Regions from separate parts of the Mus musculus genome. Here region 2 is linked to region 1. The links are chromatin contacts, called in public promoter capture Hi-C maps. All regions are on one chromosome and are shown on one strand. The core of a region is the stretch at or near the end of the contact, and the rest is flanking DNA. Distances in the headings are between cores, read along the strand shown.

The links. Promoter capture Hi-C pulls out the DNA fragments that hold promoters and counts their contacts.
Region 2: a contact with region 1 is called in a promoter capture Hi-C map of liver. The contact joins the enhancer-like site here to the promoter of Klhdc8b in region 1. A contact is called at or near these places in 3 of 39 promoter capture datasets (embryonic stem cells and liver), 3 of 115 datasets of contacts at active chromatin or transcription factors (bone marrow-derived macrophages, embryonic stem cells and microglia) and 3 of 9 other capture datasets (adipose tissue, liver and pancreatic islet).

Annotation. Positions count from the first base shown.
Region 1 is chr9:108,449,573-108,454,492 of GRCm38.p6, forward strand. It overlaps Klhdc8b (kelch domain containing 8B), which reads right to left and starts at 3,229. Exons shown (of 6, transcript NM_001359428.1): 1 at 2,745-3,229; 2 at 1,304-1,819; 3 at 49-213. The coding sequence starts at 1,679. It also overlaps a transcript of Ccdc71 not described here.
Region 2 is chr9:108,225,615-108,231,204 of GRCm38.p6, forward strand. All of the region lies in intron 2 of Dag1 (dystroglycan 1), which reads right to left. Among named protein-coding and RNA genes, the nearest start is that of Dag1, 35 kb to the right of the region's middle. Within about 2 kb of position 2,462, at least 14 of the 459 cell types and tissues checked have an H3K27ac peak or open chromatin away from gene starts, as enhancers often do. A contact at or near this core is called in liver and pancreatic islet, where this site is marked.

The sequences.
Region 1 (4,920 bases), core at 1,979-4,478:
AACCTCCTGGACTCTTTTCCCCCCTTTCCCACATCCCTCAGCCCTTACCCAAGACATAGATCTTGTTCCCGTGCAGGAAGGTGGAGGCCCCATAGCAGGGTGTGGGCATGGAGGGTAGCGAAAGCCAGCAGTCCCGGCGGGGCTCATATACCAGTACCTGGGCCTGGGGGGCCGTGTCAGGACCCATTCCCCCCAGAGCATACACCATACCATCTGCACAGAAGAGAGTAGTTCAGACTATACAACCATGTCTAGCTGGTGGACCCCACCCTGACAGCTCCCTCGGTCAGACCCAGGGGTGGAAGGAAACCCTTGTGTTTATCAAAAACTTTGTTGCCTGTCTGAAGTTGGAGCTAGGAGAACTGGGATTCCAGCTTTGGCCTAGGCCCCTCTAAGTGAAGAGCAGGAGGCAGCTGATCTAATTATAATCCAGCCCGGTCTCCCTGGAGACGCTATGGCAACCAAATCTGGCATCTTAGCAGGCTAGCCTGGGACTGGTGGTCAGACCCGGAGGCCACCAGGTGTGTGTGTGTGTGTGTGTGTGTGTGTGTGTGTGTGTGTAGGGGGCAGGTCCCCTAAGGGGGTAGGGGTAGCGTAAGACAGTGGTAGAGGCTACAAGAGGATTTGTTCAGCATGAAGCTCAGTCTGGGAAGGGAACTTAGGGCATCAACTTGGTGAAGGCTTGGGGCTGGGAGATGAGCTGGACCTGTGGGATAGAGGCGCTGGCCACAGCTTTCAGCCTCTGGCACCCTGTCAGCACCTCTACACCGTGCTGCTTCGATAGAGCTGTTAGGTGCTCAGAGTCAGCTAGGGGCACATCCACAGGCCGTTGGGTGATATTGCCTGGCAGCTGGGGGCTTCCATGGCAACCATCTCCAGGTCGGCTTGGCCTTTGTCCACATCAGGATCCCTGGTGTGTGCTAGGGGTAGTGGGGGGGGGGGCACTAAGCACTTAAGCACTTGCTGGGCTCAGAGCCAAGGCCTTGCTCCCCTCCCCCTCCATACTATTTATAACTATGAGAGAGTCATTAGGCCACACCCCCCACTGCCTCTTAGTTACAAAGAACAGGACAGGGTAGTGGCTGGGGTCTCCCATTTTTCTGGGGGACCTTCTGGGCTCTGACCCCCCACCTCACAGCCCAGAAAAGGCAATTAACAGTAAACTGCGGCAAGCCTAGGTAAGAGAAAGGAGGCAAAGCCATGTCCAAGGCGGCACTTATCCAGCCTCTGTGATAATGGACTCTCCGGCAAGAGAAAAAAAAAGGAAGCTTGGGGCAACTGAGGGATGTTCTAAGCCACTCACCTCTCTCCACAGTCGCAACACCCATGGCCGCTTGAGGGAGGGTAGCCCGGCGCTCCCAGCGGCCTTCGTCAGCCAAGAAGGCCTCCACAGCAGCTACTGGGCTTTGGACTTCGTCCACGCCGCCTACCACTAGCACCTGCTTACCCAGAACCACAGCAGCGGCACCAGCCCGGGCAGTGGGCAGGGGTGCTAGTGCTAGCCATGTGTGTGAGCCCATGTCCAGAGTCTCAGCAGTATCCAGAGGTAACCCAGCCCGGCCACAGCCCCCCAACACCAGCAGGTGTCCGTCCTGGTGTGCCACTGTACCATATACCCGGCAAGTCGGCATTGGGGGGAACACCTGCCAAGCAAAGGCCCGACCACCTCCTGCAGCCATGGTACTCGCTCACTGCCCGTGGTAGGCCATAGTATCTGCTCAGGCTGTGGGCCTCACTGGGGGGACATGATAAGGCCTCATCTTGATTCTGTCAGGGCTGGATGGGTGTGTCTGCCCAGTCCAAGGGATCTTGCCTTGACCTGGAGGGGAGGCAGAAAACAAAGGGTCAGGGCCACTGTCAAGAAACAGATGAACAACATGTAGCTGAAGGCAGGCCAGGCCCAAAACCACTCGTGCAGAAAGACCCACACCTTTGACTAACACTCTACTGGTGAAGGTCCTTCTATAGTGGGAAGAATAGATTCCAGGTACCCAGAAGGCGTTCTCGGTTCTTGTGGGAACATGAGGGATTCTTCCCTCCCCAACCTTAAGAACTAGCAAATAGTAACTTGATCAATTTAGAGTGGAAGGGAAGATAGAGCCCAAATCTCCATCCTAGCGTGCTTCCTGTCCCAACAAGTCTTATCTCAGTGCTCCAAGAGAGTTCTGCATCCTCTACACACTGGCATCTAGTGTGCCTTCAACAACCTGGGTCCAGCCATCAGGGTCCCTCATCCTGTAGTCCTTACAAGAAGGATCTTCTACAAGGTATAACCATTTATATCAGCAAAAGGCCAGTCTCATATGCGAGACCCAAAGGGGCTAGACTCCAGGATTCCACACTCCCTTTGAAGTCCATCCTTTATGGGTGTGGCGATGCCAGCAGATTCCCTGCTGAGGAGGTTTTAAAAGGCTGGTGTAGAGAATCTCTTGAGCACAGGATTAGAAGGTCCCTGAGTCCAGGGCTTTTCCTGTAGGAATAAACGGCTGGATTCCTGACACCCCCCACCCAAGAGCACATTCCTTAGCCTCCCCTTTTGCTGTGTGTGTATCTCTCTGTGTCTATGTCTCTATGTGTATGCTGGGGGTCTCCACTCTCAGTCCCGGGATTTAACAGGGACGGCCTCCTGGCCCCAAACTTCCAACTCAAAGGAGAGTGGGGGGCGGGTCTGGCTAGTGGGTTTAATTAAGGTTCTATCCTTCATGCCCCAAACTTCCCCTGCGCGAGGTTCCCGCGGGACTCACCTGCTGGATCTCAAATGTCGCCAGGGCACGGGGTCCGCTGTTCCGCCTCCGCCTCCGCTGGCTCCGGCTAGGGCTGAAGCTGGGCTCTGGTGGGGCTCCCGCACCGCTCCGGCGTGGGGCGGGGCTGGACCGGGTCCGCCCCTCGCTCCCCCCTCCCCAGATTCGGGGAAACCTCCTCCCGCCTTAACTCTGCACATGCCACGGCAGGAGTAGGGCGCACCGACCCACGGTCACCCAAAATGAACAGACAGGCATATGGACATCCGGCCGGCCAGGATTTAGGGCTCTACCTGGGGCGATGATAGAAATGAGGCAGCGGCGAGCAACACAACACCGGTATGGTGGGATCGGAGGCGGGTGTCGTTGTGAGTCGGATCCACTCTGGGTACAATCAGCCAGGGGCTAGCCAGTGGAACCTGGGGCCTTTAGGGGTCGGAGTCCGCCCATCACAACTGAGCTTGGAGGTGCCAAACCACAAGCTTCCCAGCGGCGCCCCCTAGAGGCCACTAGGGCTGTAGCCTGGGCCTCTGGTTGGGGAGCCCAGCCGAGCTGTCCTAACCATGACACAAAGCAGGACACAGAAAAGATCCCTTAGTGTATATGGAGACTAGCAGCTTGTAGGGTGGAGGGGCAGACTGTACTAGCCTTGGGGCCTATCTAGACCTTCTTTATAGAAAAGTAGGTTATTTTTGCTTCGATCCGAGCAGTGGATGTGCACAATCAGCCAGATGCCAGGAGTCTCTCTGCCTAATGCTACTCTGGGGCTACTACTCAGAGGTTGGGTGACTGTTCATCTTCAGGGTACAGAGCTCATCTCTAGCCAACTCCGTGGTCATGTGATAGCAAACTGGTGTGACAAAGACTCCCCTGGAGTGAGAATTCTGAAATTTTGATTTCTTTTAACATCAGAGAAATCGTATAGGAATATGTTTTTGTTTTAATGCCAGGTGTGGAGATACGGGGCTGCTTCCCAGCAGCTGACTACGATTTGCCTGTGTTCTAGCAAAAGCAGGGTTTTGCCAGCTGCACATAGTTTCTGTGATTGTGTTATGTTTGGAATTCTGGGTACTTCTCAGAGGATATAAGTTTGAGAGCCCTGGGGGGTGGATGGGTGGTTGTTGGCCATCAGTGGGGAGGGGACTAGTTGCAGTTTGTTAGTTGTCAAAAGAAATTAGATTCAAGGACCTCTATTTATCTCTCCCCTCTATCCTTCTTTCTCTCCTATCTAGTGATAGGGGTTGAAACTGGGGGATGAAGGGTGGGAAAAAAACCCACAAAGTAGCAAAGACCAGCTGCATCCACCTACCTCTGATTCACACTTTGGCTCAGCCTATCTTGTGAGCATTCTGATCAGCCGAAGCTTCCAGTTGGAAAGCTTGTGTGAACAGCTCCTGCACTTGTCTGTGTCTGCTCATTGATTCCGACCCTTTTGTGTACAGTGTTTAGCTTAATTTTCCCAACGCAGATCTTGAGGCAGTGACACAAGTGTGTGTGGTTAGTGTAGGAGGTGAAGCCAGGAAGCACCCGCAGAGAAGTAGCAAGAAGACCAAGGAAAGCAGCCAATAAAGGAGGTACCATCAGTTACCACCGTGGGTAACTGCAACCTGGGGATTCTGGGAGGTGACTAGAAACATGGGTCTTATATTGTTACTGCTCCCAAGAACAAGGGGACCTAAGAAACCCACCTTCACATCCCCAGGGATCATACAGTACTAATGCCTTTGCATGCCCAAAATTCTGACTGTCCAAAATGTGGATGAACCCTTCTTTATGACTAAATAGAGCCTATAGCTCTCTCAGTGGTTGTCAGTTTGAAGTGAAGGGCATGTCTAGAAATGATGGCGCAAAGACTGGCCTCAAACTGCACAGACTCTAAAGGGCCCTTCTCTACCACTCAGTGCCAAGTCTCCCATCCTCAGGCTGCTCCTCACTTGGGGCTCTGGTATGTACCCCATGTTCTCGTGTCCTCATGTTCCCCACTGTCCCTGTTCTAAGCCCCCTCTGCTTGCTTTCCTACTGTTTACCACTTACAAGCATCTGCTTTTTAATGTCTCCCAGTCTAAGTCAAGGCTATCTCTTTCTGCTCCCTCTGAATTCTGAAGCCATCTGTCCCCAGATGCCACTGCCTTGTTATCTGCCACCTCGTCTCTTGCTACTTCTTCCTCCAAATTGTTTT
Region 2 (5,590 bases), core at 1,212-3,711, 220 kb before region 1:
CCTTCAACTCACACGGCATCCAGGAATCCAATGAAAGCAAACTACAATTATCTTAAGACCACACAATTAACACTTCAGCACACATCTGCACACTGCTTACCCTGAAGGATAGGTGTGAGGCTTCAATTACTGAGCAGTCTTTCTAAATTTCATATTCTATTCAATTAAGACTTTATATGCATTACCAAATCACAAAACACAAACAGTAATCCACTTAACTAGATAGTCACAAGGCTCATACCAATGTTCTAGAGCACATTTATGATAGTGGCCATATAAAATTACAATAAAGCTAAAAAGTTCCTGATGCCTAACCACAATACAAGGTAGCACTCACACTGTGGCCACTGGGTAAAACCTACTAGGCTGCTAGTCAAATAACAGTAGGGCATATAGAATTATATATAGTACAGTACATTTAAAAAGGAGCAGCTTGCTGGCTTATATAGTTACTATACTTTTCAGTATTAAGAACTTACTCCTACTTATGAATAAGAAAGTGTGAATTGGGGTGGAATGGGATGTAGCTTTGAGGTACAGCATTTGCTCAGCATGCACAAGTTAAAGGTCTACTTCCCTACTTGGAAGGGGAGAGAGAGCAGCTGGAAGAGCCTTCAGGGGGAACTCAAAGCTGACTCTGAAGACCTCTTGGGTAAAACTGGGGGTAGGCCCAGGCTAGAGGGTAGCAGGTGTCTATGTTGTTTGTTTCTAGGGAAGTGGGTTTGAAAGGGGGATTTCTATATTTTGTCTATTTGGTTTTAGGGCAGCATTTCTTGTAACTTATGGAGCCTCAAACTTGCTATGAAGCAAAGAATGGCTTTGAACTCTTGATCCTCCTGTATCTATCTCCCAAGCACTGGGAATACAAGCATAAATCATCACTCCTGTCTGGTTTTACAACAAAAAAGCTTTTCTTTTCTTCCTTTTTTTCTTTTTTTTTGCATTCCTTGAATTCCAGCACTCAGAAAGCAGAAACAGAAGAGTTCTAGAAGAGATCTCTGTAAGTTTGGGTTAGCCTAGTCTACATCGAGAGTTCCCAGCCACCCAGAGCTATATGGTATACCATGTTCAAAATAAAAGCCAAGAAAAAAAGAAGAAGAAGAAGAAGAAGAAGGAAGAAGAAGAAGGGGGGAGGGGAGGAGTCTGGTTACAAGTGTGTTCAAGCTCAGCCTAGACTACAGAAATCTGTCCTATCTAGCCTGGGCAACTGTGTAAGACTCTGTATTAAAAATAATACTTGGAAGCCAGGCAGTGGTGGCGCACGCCTTTAATCCCAGCACTTGGGAGGCAGAGGCAGGCGGATTTCTGAGTTCGAGGCCAGCCTGGTCTACAGAGTGAGTTCCAGGATAGCCAGGGCTACACAGAGAAACCCTGTCTCGAAAATAAATAAATAAATAAATAAATAAATAAATAAATAAATAAATAAATAAAACTTGGAACTGGGGTGGATGTTCACCTGCTTAGCATGTGAGGCCTTAGATTCTATTTTTTTTTTTTTTAAGATTTATTGCCGGGCAGTGGTAGCGCACGCCTTTAATCCCAGCACTCGGGAGGCAGAGGCAGGCGGATTTCTGAGTTCGAGGTCAGCCTGGTCTACAGAGTGAGTTCCAAGACAGCCAGGGCTACACAGAGAAACCCTGTCTCGAAAAACCAAAAAAAATAAAAATTTATTTATTTTATGTATTTGAGTACAATGTTGATGTCTTTAGACACACCAGAAGAGGGCATCAGATTCCTTTATGGTTGGTTGTGAGCCACCATGTGGTTGCTGGGAACTCAACTCAGGACCTCTTAACCACTGAGCTTTCTCTCCAGCCCCTAGAGTCAATTCTTAAAGAAATTATGTTGAGCCATTCAATGTGCAATTGATTTGTGTTCTAATCTGTGTCAAAAAAAAAAAACCTGAAAAATTTATAAAGTTTCAGTAAGGTAAGATTATTGAAGGAAAAAAATTAAATCTAATTTATTTTTATTTTATGCTCACTGGTATTTTGCCTGTATGTATATCTGTATAAGGGTGTCAGAAACCCTAAGTGGATCTCTTCTCTCTTTTGGGCATTTTGTTCTTTTAGAAGTATGAACCTAACATAGGAAAGTTAGTGATTTCTCAGAAGCTGCAGCCATGGTTAAGATTTAAGATCAAGTAAAAGAGCAAGTTAAACAAAACTATCTGTGGGAGGGGAGGAATTCTTCTAGCAGGAAATTCCCTGGGCAAAGACAGTAGGCACCAGTTTTGTCTTGTTGATTTATAAACAAGGTGTGTACTTCTGGCATGAAAAATATGTTCCTGATGGTCAAGCTTTACGAATGTGTTCAGGAAAGAAGGTAGCTTAAGCAAGTTGTCAGGACTTTAAACACAGAAGGTTGAAGTATCCCTTTAAAACACTTGTTACCATGGCAGCTTAGAGCAAGTACGTGTACATGGCTCTCAGTCACAGAGCTGTGACATCCTCTTTGATCCTGAGGCCCTGACCTTCTGAGGTCTCAGCCCTGTATCACAGGCTGTTGGCAGGGTCACTGGCTGCAGTAAATGGTCTGTGAGAGTATGTTTTTGTATGTGGAGGAAAAGGAGCAGGGCAGTGATTTGGGAGTGTTCTACATCATTGGCCAATTAGGTCAGAAAGACCAGCAGCCATGAGAGTTTTCTAAATTCAATTCTTTAAAGCCAGATTACATTTAGAGGTTTTTAGTCTTTCCTATTACAATGGGAAAAAAAAACAAACCAGGAAGCTTAGCTTTTAACTTGAAAACATAACCAAGTGGTCACTGCCTTCCTGCATGGTCAGTCAGTCATTGAGGAATGTAATGAAGCCCTTCACCCTTGCAGATATCCCATGAGTTCCCTGCCTCCTGGGGGGAGGGAGCAGCAGATTAAATATGGTCATGACCTTGCACTGGCCTCTTCACTCTCCTTTCTTCTCAGGGCAGGTCTCCTTGACTCCTGACCCTGCCTTCAAATGGTAGTGCTACTCTGTCCCTTTGTATTGAGTTGGTGGGAGTTAGCATAAGTACAGATGGAGTTTGGAAAGGTAGAAGGCAGCTTTAGTTCTGGGAAGCACCTACCTGGAAAAGCATGACTATCCGTTGTTTCATGATGAGGGTATACTCTGAGCATGTGTCAGACAGTTATATGAATGTCATATAATGCAAACCTAGGTGATACATTTACATTGAGGTTTTATAGTATGGCTTATTTCTCTTGACCACAAACTTACAGAAACTGAGTGTAATGAATAATATTGACCATTGTATATACTAACATTTCTGTATTCAAATATATCTAAACATAGAAAAGTCATAAGAGAAATACAGCATAAAAGATAAAAGATTGCCCCCCCCAAAAAAAAATTAGTCCAGCCATATGGGCTCTCAGCGTTAGCAGAGCTGTTTCCCAGACTGGAAAGCCTGGCTGAGCCTGGGTAAGAGGGTGAGTGGTGAGCGTACACAAAGCCCAGAGTCCTTACTATGCATTATTGTTGGCTTCACAAACACAGTGTAGGCTATATTAAATTTGTTTATGGTTTTAGCATTTGAGACAGGGTTTCAGAGAGCATTCCAAACTGGCCTTGAACTCCTGATCCTCTTGTATTAATCTTCCTAGTGTTGGGATTATAGACATATACCATCCATTCAAGTTACACTTATATTAGCCTAGCATAGTGGTGCACGCCTTTAATCCCAGCACTCGGGAGGCAGAGGCAGGAGGATTTCTGGGTTCGAGGCCAGCCTGGTCTACAAAGTGAGTGCCAGGACAGCCAGGGCTACACAGAGAAACCCTGTCTCGGAAAACAAAAAACAAACAAACAAAAAGTTACACTTATATTTACTTATTTATTTTTTAAATTTCTTCAAGAGGCTGGACTTAGTGGCCCATGTCTTTAATCCTAGTAATACTTAGGAGGCAAAGGTAGGCAGAGCTCTGAGTTCCAGACCAGCTAGAGCTATACATACAGTCAGATTCTGTCTCCAAAAAAAACTTTTTTCTTTCAGGGTCTGACATCTGGCAAAGTGCTGTTGTGCACGACTGTAACCTGAGTGTGCTTCCCAGAACCCACACACAGATAGGCTGAGAGAACAGATTTACAAAGCTGCTCTCTGCCCTCCATAAGTGTACCCATACATCTGTCTCACACACGCTGATACTACTAATAAACCTTCAAAAATGTTCTTCAAGGGCCTGAAGAGATGGCTGAGTGGTTAAAAGCAATGGCTGCTCTTCCAGAGGACCTGGAATCTTGTGGACTCTTTGGGAGCCCTGTTTGCAAAGCTATGTCACTATGGCTGGTATGGCAGGCCAATGTCAAATAGGGAGAACAGGGATACCTGCCATATCTGGCTTCAGGATCAGGCTAGCCTAAAGAAGCACCCAAACGCACAGCTTCTAGGAACTGCAGAGGCAGAGGTTCCCAGGTCAGGTCCTGAAGATCTCAAATTGCTAGCTTTCCCAGTAGAAGATGCTGTGCAGCTTATTAGGAGCCAAATATAGACTAGAGTTCGATGTTTAGTGTTTAGTATAGGCTCCTCTACACCAAGCAAGTTCGCTGCTATGGCTTGAATCTAAAACATCGCCCAAAGGCTCATGTGTCAGAGGTCTGGTTGCCAGCTGATGGTCATGGTGAAGTGATCTGGCCAGAATTAACCTACAGAAGAATTCATAATTTGATGGTATGACAGGGAGGGAGAAAGTACAGATAGGGGGGTGAGGCTTGTTTAGAGGATGTACATCGCATGGATGGATCTTGTTCCTGGTCTCCCCTACTTATGAAAGTTGATGCTGGTCATGGCACCAGAAATAACAAGCTCCAAACTCCACAAGCATCTAAGACAGCACTTCAAATAGGGTTCCTATCATATGCACCTGTACTTATTACTTTCTCTCATGCCCTGCCTGTGTGATATGTATACAAACATAAACCCTCAGAATGGTTAGCAAGAGGTACTTTATTTGATATGAGACAGCCAATATGAAATCATTTCTAAAAAAAAAATATAAGGTAGACGAACATTTTAAATCCCCTCTGCCCTTCATAAGACAAACAGAAGTCCCTACCCAACAGAACTGCAGGCAAGAGCAGACAAGGCTAAGTGACCACCAGGGATTCCACACTCCCTTCAGCTGAGTGGCAGGGAGCACAAGTATAATAAGCAACACCAATTTCTCTGGCCAAGATTTGTTTTTATATATCCAGTCTGTTCTCAAAACCTTATTTCTAAGTAAATACAAAATAACAGCAGCTACAACAATAATTAGCAGCATGAATGGAGATTACTTGGGCAAATAACAAATTATCATTGAATAAAGTAAGTATCACAGAACACCTACTGCTTGCTTCAACAATATTACTCATTTCATTTTTCCATAGTATCGGAAGGAAGGAAGGAAGGAAGGAAGGAAGGAAGGAAGGAAGGAAGGACACACACACACAACACACACAGTAAGAGTTATAAGCTGGGCATAGTGGCACATGCCTTTAATCCCAGCACTGAGAAGGTAGAGACATGCATGTGACTCTTTTGTGAGTTCAAGGACAGCCTGGTCTACATACAGGGTGAGTTCCAGGACAGTCAAGGCCACACAGAGAGACCCTGT